2 separate regions of the Manis pentadactyla genome follow, and region 2 is linked to region 1. The links are chromatin contacts, called in public Hi-C maps. All regions are on one chromosome and are shown on one strand. Each heading gives the region's core, a stretch centred on a gene start, on an enhancer-like site or on the middle of the called end of the contact. The rest is flanking DNA. Distances are from core to core; before and after follow the strand shown.

Region 1 (5,874 bases), core at 2,249-4,748:
GAGAGACTCAGACAAACGGGGGGCGGGCTGTTACTTTGCTTCTTTTCTTTCTCTCTCCCCCATCCCCCCAAGTCTTTCTCTCCTATCCCCTTTTTCTGCAAAACTGGAACCACCCCGCGCGCCCCCGGCCCGAGCCGCGGCTCCAGATGTGAATTTGGTTCCAGTGGGGAGAACGCGAGCTCCTCGGGGCCTTGGCACATTCCCCCACTCTGAGGTCATTCCGTGGGTGGTCAGAGGGGAGAGCGCGCCGGAGCCTTCCTGCCTCCACTGGGGAGGGAGGGGCGCGAGGAGGGAGGGAGGCGCCGCCAGCACACCACCAAGCGGCACCGAGCAGTGATAACAAACTCAACTTAAAAAAAAAAAGGAAAAGGAAAAAACTTCCCCAAGTTGCAGCAGGAGACGTGCGGACGTGCGGGCGGAGACCCGCGGCGGGGAATGTGGGTGGCCCAGAAGCCCCCCGGCACCCCTCGGCTGTTTTCTCCGGCCTCATCTCTGCTCACGCTGGAAGACGATCAGGCCCTGCGTCCCTCGCCGGGCAGGAAATGTGCTGGAGGCAGGCTGGGCTTCCTACTGGAGACCCGGGGGGCGGCTGGTTCCTTTGGGGCAGGTCCCCAGGAGCGCGCTGCAGTGGCTTCATCCCCGGCAAACGACATCCATCCACCCCCACCCCTGACGGGCCCATCCTGCTCCCAACCGGGCCTTGCGGGTGTAGGCAGATCCCTCCTGCTCTGGCCTTGGAGAGCTGGTATTTGCATGGGGGTAGAGGTTTCTCCCCGCCTCCCTCTGTTCTCCCCGCTACCTCCAAGGCAGACCTAAAAACAAGGCACCACCATCCTCTATAATCGACTTTTTATTAAGATTATAAATTTAAACAAATAATTTGAACAGTTTTACCCGGTGATATACAATTCAGTATGCACAAAAATACAGGAGAATGAGGGAGAAGGGCCAAGAAAGGAACGGTTGGCAACTTGTTTTGGAGTCCACATGGTGCTGGTGGCAGAGAACCAGAGGGGCTGCAGAGCAACCCCACCTTTTTACAACAAAAGGCTTTAAATTAAACAAAATCTATCGAGCTGAAGACACAGGACAGGGTTCTCGGAGCCTCGAACAATGCTGGTTTCATGAAATGCAACCAAAGGCTGAAACCAGGACAGTGCAACTTTAGAAGCACACACACACAACACATCTGACCAGGAACTTAGTGAAAAGTCTCCAACGCAGTCGGCGGTCCCGGCTCCTCCCTCCCTCGGGGCCGCCGGGGATCCAGGTGAAGGAATCGACTTCCTTTTTTGTTTAGTGAGGACCGCAGTGTTGGGCATGATGGGAAATGTAGTCCGCCGTGCCCGCCCCCAACCCCTTCCCCAAACGGTGTCCGAAAGTGTCGGGGTGTCGGGTGCCACCCCCGAGTCCGGGAGACGGGTGGAGGAGGGGAGGCGAAAGGAGCCAGAGAGCTGGGAGAGGAGGGGCTCAAGACACCCGCCCCGGGAAAGAAAAAAAAAGTTGAAGTGTTTTCATTTCTGCCTTCTCATTTTGAGAACTTTGGAGGCCGCCCCCAGAGAGGAAATGTGACCCAAACGTCCCTTTCGGAGATAGAATTTGCCTTTGTTTTTGCTCAGGATTTCACAAGACCCATTCCTCACCCCACGGAGGTACTCGGGAGAACCCGGAGCCGGGCTTCCTGGGTCTGACAACTGATTGGCATTGGCGTCCGGGGCCTCGCGCCCTTCTGCTCTGCGTCCCCGGCGCGCTCCGGCGGCCCGGGCACCCTGCCTCGCCCCCGGCTGCCCGGCACCACCTCCGGGCAGCAGCCCTCCCTCACGTGGCTGGCTTCTCGCTAAACACCACTGCAATCACTACGATAAAAAGAAAAAATAGAGTAGGAGAAACACAAAGCATACTTAAATAGGCGCTTTTTCTCTCTGCAAAAATAAAGTCCAAGATCTTAGATTTCTTTTTTTATTATTATTTTACAATTTATAAAACATCAGCCGCCTTCCCCTGCTGGTTCCCAGCTCAGACCCGAGTGGCCGGGCGCCTGTTTGCTCCCTCCTCTCGCCCCTTGGCCGAGTCTTTGTCTGGCCCCAGCCCCGCGGGGCCCCGGGGCCCCGTGCCCTCGGGGGGTCCCTAGAAGGCGACAATGGCTCGAGTCCAGGCGCCGAGGCTGGCGAGCGCCTGCTTGGCGCACAGCTGCCCGTTGAGCGGCGGCGGTTGCTCCGAGGAGTCCGGCTGTCGGCTCACCAGCCCGGAGAAGCCCGAGCCAAAGATGGAGATCAAGTTTGAGATGTTGGACGCGTCCGGGGACGGGTCGGGGCAGAAGTCCTCGAAGCGGGCGCGCTTGCAGGGCGCGAACGGGGCGCCCCCGGGGGGCTCCGCGCCCAAGTCGCCCGCGTCCTCGTCCTCGTCGTCTTCCTCCTCCTGGCCGGGGTAATACTTGCGCTTGCAACCGGCCGCGGATGCCAGGCCGGGTCCCGGGGCTCCCTGGCCACAGCAGGGGCAGTGGGCGGCGGCGCAGCAGTCCTGGTGCAAGTAGCCGTTCTCCACCGTGGTCACCACGTGAGTGTCCAGGTCCAGCACGGTGGTCTGGCTGCTGCAGTGCACGCCGAAGTCCGAGGGGGCCGGGTACGCGCCCCGGTAGAAGCCGGAGGAGGAGGCGGGGGCCGGGGAGGCGGGCGGGGAGGCGGCGGCTGCGGCCTGGGGGGCGGCCCCTGGGGGCGAGGAGGGCGCGGAGCAGGCAGCGGAGGCGCGAGGGTCCCGCGGGCAGAGCGCGGCGGGCGCGGGCGGCATCGGCGCAGGACCCGGCTGCAGCGGCTCCAAGGGCTGCCCGCGGTGGGGTGCGCCGTGAGGCGGCTGGAGCGAGGCGCCCCCGGGCAGCTCCGCGAGCGCCCCGGCCGCCGCCGCGCAGCCCCTGGGCGCCGGGTGCGGGTGCAGCTGCTGCTGGAGGTGCAGCTGGTGGAGCTGGTGCAGCTGGTGCCGGGCGGCCGGCTCGCGCGCCTCCGCGTCGCCGCCGCCGAGTTGGAGCGGCCCGAAATCGGCCGCGCTGGTCGGCATGCCGGGCGCTGCGTACGCCGGGTGCTGGTGCTGGTGGGGCGGCTGCTGCTGGCGCCGACAGAGCTCGGCGTAGCGCTCGCTCAGGTAGAGCTGGCGCGCGTTGCGGAGCACGTAGGACACCAGGAGGTTCTTGTGCAGCTTGATGCCGCCGCGCTGGGTCCGGGAGCTGTGGATCTTGCGCAGGGAGATGCTGATCAGGCTCTGGGCGTCCAGGGCGCACTCCATGCTCCCGCGGAGGCGGCGGCGGCGGCGGCGGAGCAGCCGCTGCCGCTGCTAATGCCGCTACTGTTTCGGCCTCCAGCCGGCCGCGGGGCCACGCTGGACAGGGAAACGGAGCCCGGGTCAGCGGGTCGGCTGCGCTCCGAAAGGAGCCGCCACCGTGCGCTGCACGCCCCCCGCAGGCTCGTGCTCCCCAGTCGGCGCCAAAGCAATGAGCCTCGGCCGGCCCCGGCCCCAGCTATTTAGCCGGGCATCCGGGTCCCGCCCCGCACCTGATGAACCAATAGAAGTGTCCAAAGACTCCCGAGTGACAGGCGCTGCCCGCCCCGGGGCCTCTCCGTGGGCCAATCAGACCAAGGCGGTTCCTTTGTGCTATTCAAATACCGAACGGACCCCGGGCCTCCAACGCTGCCGCTGCCTCGAATGTTCTCCTGGGGCTGCTGCGCCGCGCAGGTCTCCGGAGCCCCTGGGGCTGCTGTCTGCAACACGAGTCACCTCGCAGCCGCCACGTTGAAGCCCCCAGCCGCCCTTAGCCTAGCTCCTGGTGCAGGGTGCGGCTGCAGCTGCTGCTGGAGGTGCGAGCGTGGCGGGGCGACAGCTCCTCCCCCTTCCGCACGGCTGGGCCTCACCTGCGGCAGGTGCGTGCGGCTCCCCACTCCTGGCCACGCGGCAGGACCTCCTTTCTCACCTGACGTTCCCGGCTGGCCCGCGGGACCCCTGGCCTTTGCAGGAGACTGGTGGGGCCGCTGGCCTCACCTTGGAGAACCCTCAAGGAAGAGACATTCGGAGGTGCCCTCAATGGAAGAAAATGTTGTGTCTGATTCCCTGGCTTTTTGGCTGAGGGGCCTCAGGGAATACTCGAGGAAGATCCGTCCTCTGCATTTGAATGACGCGACAAACTAAAAAAGCATGGTGAATTTTGGCCTCTGTTGGGGGAGCTTCCGAGGCATGCCCCAGAAGTGTATGGGCCTCTGAGAGCTGACACCAGGTGTCCTAATCATCGGTTCTGTAACCTTTCTTTTCCTTCCTAACTAATAATAATGACAATGGGGGCTATTATTATGTGGCTAGTATGGGGCAGGCCCTTGCCAGAACCGCCCTGAATCCTCTGCTGTGATTGCTGGCTGGACAGGGACCCCAAGTCTCAGAGGAGTTGGGGTGACTCGGGAATCACACAGCTCGGAAGGGCTAGAGCCAGGATTTGTGCCAGGGCTGTGAGCTCCTGGCTGGAGGTGAATGTCTAGCAAAGGCTGAGGAACTCACAATTTAACTTGTTGACACTGTTTTCCTTCTTGTGCTGAACTATTCAGGGGCCGTCTCCTCCAGGCTGGGGACTGAGACAACCAGAGGACATAGGAAAGGGCTGCGATCTCCAGGTTGGTCTGCATCTGCACTAAGAGGCCTGACGGAGGGATGACTGAGAGGGGTCCAAGGTACATAGCTGGGGTGGGTGGGTAGTGGTCAGAAGGCTTTCCTGAGGAGTGGGTCCTTGAGCTGGCCCTTAAAGGAGGAACAGGGTTCACAGAGGCTATGAGAGCCCCCCTTGTGGGCTGCTCACCCCCTCGTGGGAGAGGGAGGCCCCGGGAGCACCCTCTCCTCAGGGTTTCTTCGGAGTCTCCTCTTGGGCCTGTGGTCCTCAGCACCTGGTTCATCCTTGGTGGGCGTGAAGAGACCCAGCCAGCCCGTCCTGCAGTTTCTGGGACTCCCTTCAGTCTTAAGACTCCTCCAGATTTGTTTCCTCAAGCAGTTTTCAGCATCTACTCATGCCAGGCGTCAAAGGTGGAAATAAAGCTAGGGAGTATTGAACCCATTTTTAAGATGAGGGAACTTGAGCACCGGGAGTGGAAGGCACTTGCCCAGAGTCCCCAGCTCCAGGCCCAGGGCGCTGCCTTCTGCAGGCTGCCTACGAACATCCCATACTGGTCTGAGCACCTGTGACCAGTAGCACCTCTCCCTGCCCGACTCAGAGAAGCCAGGTTGACATTTTCAGGGGACTGCCGAGAAAGGGCATCTTACTTCCATTCTCTTGGTGATCTGGTGATAGGGACATACAGGTGTGGAATTGTCCATGTGATAGACCTGTAGGAATAAAAATATACTACCCCTCACTTCCCTAGGGCCTGTCTTAAAGACACATAAAGGCTTCTTTTATTTATTTTTGAAGTTCTCCTTTGAGACATCACTAGCATGGGCAGGGAAGCAGAGGTCCTATCGGGCTTTACAGCTGTGAGAACTCCGTATGCAACAGCGGACCCACGGGTCTGGCAGGTTGCAAGAGTCCAGGAATGTATTATTAATGCTGATTTGGGGCCTTCATTCTGTCCTTGTCCAGAATTCACTGGGGGAAACTTAAGACTTAGTGTTTGTGTCTTGCTCAAGGTCATACAGTCTAGAAGGGGTGGAGGCAGTATTTGAACCCAGGTCTATTCCCAGGACCAGAACTGGTTCCAAGCTGCTTGCTTCTGCTGTTGGTGTATCTGAGCCCAGTTCCCAGGGTTTAGCGCATGGTGGATGTGACCTTGATTTGATGGACACCCACCACTTTCCTGCCAGCTGCTCTGAGACCAGAGCCTGTAGAAGTCCATGAAGAAGCAGACCTCTGTG
Region 2 (5,963 bases), core at 1,200-3,699, 310 kb after region 1:
GCGCCTCCTCTGTAGGGTGAGTGGCCTCCTGGCCTTGGCAGGCCAGCCCCTTACTCCCAGGACCCAGAGCCATGGGCCATTGCTTCTGCTCTCCCAGAGTCCCAGGGCTCCCCATCCTGTCTGCGTACCAGCATAGCTGTGCTCCCAGTAGCAGAGGGCTGTGTCCCGGAGGGTCTCATCAGCGAATCACGCTCAGAAGGGGCAACATCGCCTGCAGTGCCCTGAGCTGTCCGCTGAGGGGTTGTGGGTGAGCACAGCCTTGAGCTTGGGAGCCTGTGTTCCGTTGGGGCCTGCTGAGAAAGGTGAGAGGGGCAGGGGAGGTCCAGGGCCTGAGCCCCCAGCCTCCACTCTGCCCTGACCACACACACCCAGCAAACTAGAGCTCACAGTGTGAGCTCTTCCTGCCTGCCGGGAAACAGATCAAGCATGCAACATGCCATCAGCCCACCAAACCCACACGACCCTGTGAAGCATGATTTTTATTCCCATTTTACAGATGAGGAAGCTGAGGCACAGAGATGTTTTGCAACTTGCCCGAGATCACACAGCTGGCAAGGGGTGGAGCCAAGATCTGAATCTTGGTTCCAGAGCCAGGACGTTTCTATGTCAGGCACTTCTGCTGAGAGAATGAGGATATGAACTCGGGTGCCAGGAGTTCATGAATGGATGGATGACTGGCTAGATGGATGGGTGGATGGACGGATCAACAGGAGACCTGATTCATGGGTGGGTGGATGGATGGTGAGATCCACGAGTAGGTGGTAGAATGCCTGGTTCACAGATGTGTGCAAGAATGGATGGGTGGGTGGGAGAAGGAATACATGAATGGATTCATGGATGAATTATGAACACGTTGGTAGAAGACCTGATTAATGGGTAGACGGATTCGTAGATGTTGATGGATGATCCTCGAATGGGTTGGGAGAACACCTGATTCACGGACAGATCTATGTAATGGTGAACGAGTGGATGGGTGCATGGGTGGGTGCATGGGTGGTGGATTCATGAATAGACTGTGAATGCTTTGGCAGAAGACCAGATTCATGGACGGACATACAGATGGATAGGTGGATAAACTCATGGATGAAAGGCAGAGGCAAGAAAGGAAGGGGAAAATGCTCCTTCTCCCCACTTCCCTAGCCCCATCCTCCCGTAACTCACTGGTTGGCCTTCTTGACCGTGGTAAATTGTGAGTGATCTCTCCTCAGGGGCCCCAGGGCAGGCATCTGATGGAGCAAAATCTTCTTAAGACTATTCTGGAAGTTCAATGACTGGCCCCTTGAAGACAAATAAGCGACACCTAGCATAAGTGATCAGGGTCCCTCCACTTCAGAGCATTGATGGTAACCCCATCCGCAGCAGCAGGTCACTGACACTTACCGCAGGTCTGGGAGGACAGAGCAGCAGGGACACTGAGAAGGCTGGCAGTGCTCTGACACACGCCTTTGATGTTGCAATGCTGAAGATCCTGGGAGCTAGGAGATGGGAACAGTTACAAGCCTTCACTCAAGGAGGCGCAGTCATTACTAGGCTCTTCCTGGTTGTATGGCCTTGGGCCTCAGTTTCCTCATCTGTACAATAGGCGCAGTGGCAGACTGGTCCTCAAAGCGTGGTTGCCAGGACTCTGCCAGCCATACACAACTAACATTAGCATCATCCTGCACTTGGTGGGAGCCCCTGCCCCGCCCGCCCCCTGGGAGGCCCCACAGGGCCTCCCTCGGTGACTGGGGCTGCACTGCACACCCAGCCCCGAGCTGGCGAAGGAACTGCCGAAACCTGCTGGGCAGGAGCTCTCCTAGCAGGGCGCCCAAGGAGTCATAGGGCCCCCGGACGAGTCCCTCCGGCCGTCCTCCCATCTTCCAGGCCTGGGCCGCGGGGGCCAGGAGCTCGTGCGCCGGCGGCGGCAGCGACCTCAGGCCAGTGGGGTTCTGCGCCGCCCGCTAGGCCGCGGCGGGCAGGACGGGCAGGCGCGGCGGGGGACCCCTGACGCCCACCCCAGGCTTTGGGTGCGAGAACTCGCAGCTGGAAGCCTGCCACCACCACTCGGCGTCGCCCCCCTAGGCCCTCGCTCCCCATGAACCCCTCGCTCCAGGGGCTGCTCCGAGCTCAGGCGTAGGCGGCCTGGGCAGCGCAGGGTCTGTCCTTCGGCGGGCGCCGCGGCCAGGGAGCTTCTTGGGCGCCACCTGCCGGGCCGCGGGGTTGGGGCAACGCCGGGGCCGGTGTGGCCCCGCGCTCAGCTCCGGGCATCCCCCTGCCGGTGCGGGCGGGGTGCCGTGTTGAGGGGCCGGGAGGGCGTAGGCCGGGCGCCAGGCCCTACTGTCCAGAGCGGGGGCAGTGTCGCTTGGCGATACCACCACTGGCTGGCCAGACGGTGAGTGGCCTCAGGCTAGAGCTCGCGTTGCCTGTTTCCTCACCTGAAATGTGGTGACGGTGAGGGCACTCACCTTCATTTTGAGTTGCTGTGGCGTTTAAGTGGGAGAGCCCATGCAAATAGCTTAGAGCAGTGCCAGGCCCATTGTCCGTGCTCAACAAAGACTAGCTGTTATTATATTGAAGAATAATATTGTTATTCTTTTAAAAGTATTATTTAGGATTTAGTCTCAGCTGCACTAGTTATTAACTCTGTGACCTTGGGCAAACCAATGAGCTCCTCTCAGTGACCCCATCTGTAGAATGGGGATGACGGGGCACCTGCTCCTGTGTGGGAATGAACGGGCACCGCCTGGTAGAGAGCACTTAGCACACAGAGCGTTCAAGTCTTGGGCGTTCTTACTGTTAATCAGCGCTCTGCTGGGCATTAGGGAGCCTGGAACCAGCTTGAAGGGCGAGACCTGCCCAGCAGTTGCCCAATCCCGCCGGGGCCTCAGAACCCCTTGGTGAGGAGCTTGTTGGAAAATACATATGCCCCAGCTTCTGATTCGTCTCAGGTGGGGCCAAGACATATTTTTAACAAACATCCCCTTTGGGAGACAGAGCCCCCAGACCTGCTTCCAAGCTTTTGACTCGGCGGTGCTGGAGCCTGCTTCCTTCTCACTATCCCCCACTCCCAGATTGTTGTCAGCTCTGAGCTGGCCCCCAGTGTCATACTCACCCTAGTGGGGCTTCTGCAGGGGCCAGAGCAGGTCCCCAATGTTTAGAGCCCCCTAACAGGTGGGCTGGTCTTTGGGAGAGCCCATCTTCCAGTCCTGGTCCCTCGGCTCTCACATCCTTGCTGCATCAGGGTGACACACCCCTGCCCCAAGGCCCTGGAGCAGTGGGCACTGAGGCCTAGGGACAGAGCGTGGGGCTTTTGAGCTCGGGATGCCAAGGCTGCAGTCACAAGAGGGTATTGGGACTCTTGACCAGGGCAGCCAGGGTTTGGCTATCCCTGCCGAGTCTGGGAGGCCCAGGTGGGTCCTCTTTGGGTTGAGTGTCTCTGGAAATAGAACCTCCACAGGAAGATTGGACAGTAAGAATGTAGTGGGCCTGAAAACAAAGAGAACCCATTCTGAGACCCAGTTCTGTGTCCATGCTCTGCTTGTTTGCTGTGTCTCTCCTTTCTCAGGCCTCCACAGTCAATGGACTGTTGTGCCCCATCTGTGACTTGACTGGGAGGGGACAGGGAAAAGCTTGTACTGTGAAATGCAAGTCTGGGAGAAGGTAGTTTGGACTAGTAGTTTTCCTGGCATGGTATAACTTTACAATTTGAACATGAAAAAGTGACTTTGTGATTCAAATTATAAGGCGTCTGCCTGAAGGAGCCATCACAGTCAGTGTATACCATTTCTGCAAATATTCCTCAACCAGGGATGGAAGGGCGTTACCTCCTTGAGAAGTTCAAATACTGAGTGAGCAAGATGAGAACTTTTAACATCTATTCTAAGCATATGTGACTTTTTAAGAAATGGATGAGGAGCACCAGACTAACCAGATGATTTCCATCTAGCCCTTGGACGCTGGCAAGCATTTATTGAGCAATTACTATGTGCAGGGATTGGGAATTCAGAGATGCAAGAGGCTTTAAGGTGAGGGGGCTAGCCAGACTTGGAAAGGCCTTGGAGTCCAGGTATAGTGTCTTCTTCCATTCACAGGGGGGGAAAAAGGGGGTAGGGGTGGATATTTAGGCACCTCTAAAAGAGTTGGGCTAGAGCTGCCCCCAAAAGATTATAGACACTACAGCAATGGAGGTTGCCCAGAATTTATCCCCTTCCCTTAGAGATGTGGAAAATTTAGCTTGGGAGAGGGCCCAGGTCAGGGGAACCAAGTCTGACCTGGAGTACTCTACAGAGAATGCCAAACAATATTTACATGAACAGATTTGGGGGACCCAATTGAACAGGGCTTTTCGGCTCCAATTCATTAGAGCAAAACTTTTAAGCACCTCCTATGTGCCACACCCAGAGGAAGGCTCTATATATTTAAAATCAGGAGACATGAACTTATGATGAATATTGTAGTTCTCACAGTTCTTCTTTACAGAAAGCCCACTGCAAGCAGAGGGCTGAAGGCGTGACTAGCAATAGCCCACAGATTTGACCCTCAGAGTGCTGGAAGGTAATTATTCCATCTGTCTGGCGGAAGATAGACGGAGGCTTGAAGAGATTCACAGGGTCTACCTACCTGCAAACTCATATTTCCATTCAGGCTGCTTCAGGGACTATTCCAGAATTTTCACATATGGGAGGAGGTTGGGGGGAGAGGGCAAACTTTTTAAAATGGAGACTTTATGGATTTGTTCTGCTTATTTAGGATGACAACCCCTTGGCACTGCCAGGGGCATTTCTTTTTTCTTGATCTGTATGTTATTTTAAGATGCAAATTGTAATGGGTGGGATTTGAGAAACAGGCTTTTCCCCACTTCTTACCCACTGGAAAACTCAAAGAACGTTCATTTCTAAAAATCCAGCCTTGCCGCCTTCAGGGGTCCCGGTGCATGCGCTGGAGGCCCTAGTCCGTGTCGGCTTTTTAAACCCACGTCATCCTTCCGTAATCGCAGATGTCTGGGACGCTCAGGACCTCACCGGGCTATGTAAACCGGTCTCGGGGCGGAGCCAGTCGCCGCCCCGCCCCTCAGGGCGCCCGGAAGTGACGTAAGCGGACAAAGGCTGCGCGCGCCGCGAGGTGTCGCATCTAGCGGAGGTCTGACGGAGCTGGCTGGGGTCTTGCCGGGTGTTCGCTGCTGCCGCCTCCGCCTTCCCTTCCGCTTCCCCGTCCTCTTCTCCCGGGTCCTGGGAGCCCCCGCCCGGGGTGAGTAGCGCAAGGCAGAGCGGGATGGGGGCCGGCGGCCGCCGGAACTGGGGAGGTTACGTGGCCCTGGCGCGAGCTGGCGGGGTCCCACGTGCGCGCTCCCGGGAGGTCCGCGGTTGGCCCTGGGCCGCGCGTGGGGGGTACGGGAGGAAGGCCAAGGCACCCAAAGCCTGGGCGCGGCACGCCCCCACGCCGGTGCCTGGACCGCAGTTCCTCTCCGGGGATGAGGGGAGGAGAGCACCCCCTGGAAGGGTGGGTGTGAGGATTCAGGAATGTGCTCAGCTCAGAGCCGGGCAGAGAGTAGCGTTCGCTGCAGTGGAGTTGCTATCATATTTCACCTTGGACCCAGCCCCGTAATGGCCAGACACAGGTGACGCTCGAAAGACAGCTCACCCGGGAGCCCTTGGAGCCAAGGTCAGCCTCTTTGCAGAGAGCCTGCCATATCGAAAGGCCCAGGCTTTGCTGCCCATCAATTGTGTGACCTCTCTCTGGACTCTGGTTTCCCTGTCTGTACAATAAGAGATAGAAGGAACAGCTGGTGGCAGAGGCCCCGGCAGTGGGGTGGTGCAGTACTGCAGATGGGATCTGGATGTGTAGAATCGTTGCCCAGAGAGATGAGACCCTGAGAGGACTAGGGTCTTGACCGGTGTAAGTTTAGGTACCCTCCTTACTCTGTGCCCGGCTTCCCGTGTGTGTGTATTTTAAGACACATCACTCCTTTGGTGGAATGGTTTTTC

Evidence for each region. A called contact is a pair of places that touch in the nucleus more often than the background predicts.
Region 2: a Hi-C map of skin fibroblasts shows a contact between it and region 1, with 4 times the contacts expected there. The contact joins the promoter of C3H9orf50 here to the promoter of IER5L in region 1. A contact is called at or near these places in 2 of 3 Hi-C or Micro-C datasets (fibroblasts and skin fibroblasts).

The regions. Positions count from the first base shown.
Region 1 is chr3:215,193,812-215,199,685 of mManPen7.hap1, forward strand. It overlaps IER5L (immediate early response 5 like), which reads right to left and starts at 3,499. Exons shown (of 1, transcript XM_036913630.2): 1 at 1,944-3,499. The coding sequence starts at 3,276. The coding sequence ends at 2,128. It overlaps LOC130683050 (a long non-coding RNA gene), which reads left to right. Exons shown (of 6, transcript XR_008996654.1): 2 at 4,581-4,703.
Region 2 is chr3:215,502,039-215,508,001 of mManPen7.hap1, forward strand. It overlaps C3H9orf50 (chromosome 3 C9orf50 homolog), which reads right to left and starts at 2,450. Exons shown (of 9, transcript XM_057499417.1): 1 at 2,445-2,450; 2 at 1,995-2,360; 3 at 1,381-1,475; 4 at 1,162-1,278; 5 at 284-293; 6 at 129-282. The coding sequence starts at 2,450. It overlaps NTMT1 (N-terminal Xaa-Pro-Lys N-methyltransferase 1), which reads left to right and starts at 5,064. Exons shown (of 4, transcript XM_036913622.2): 1 at 5,064-5,226.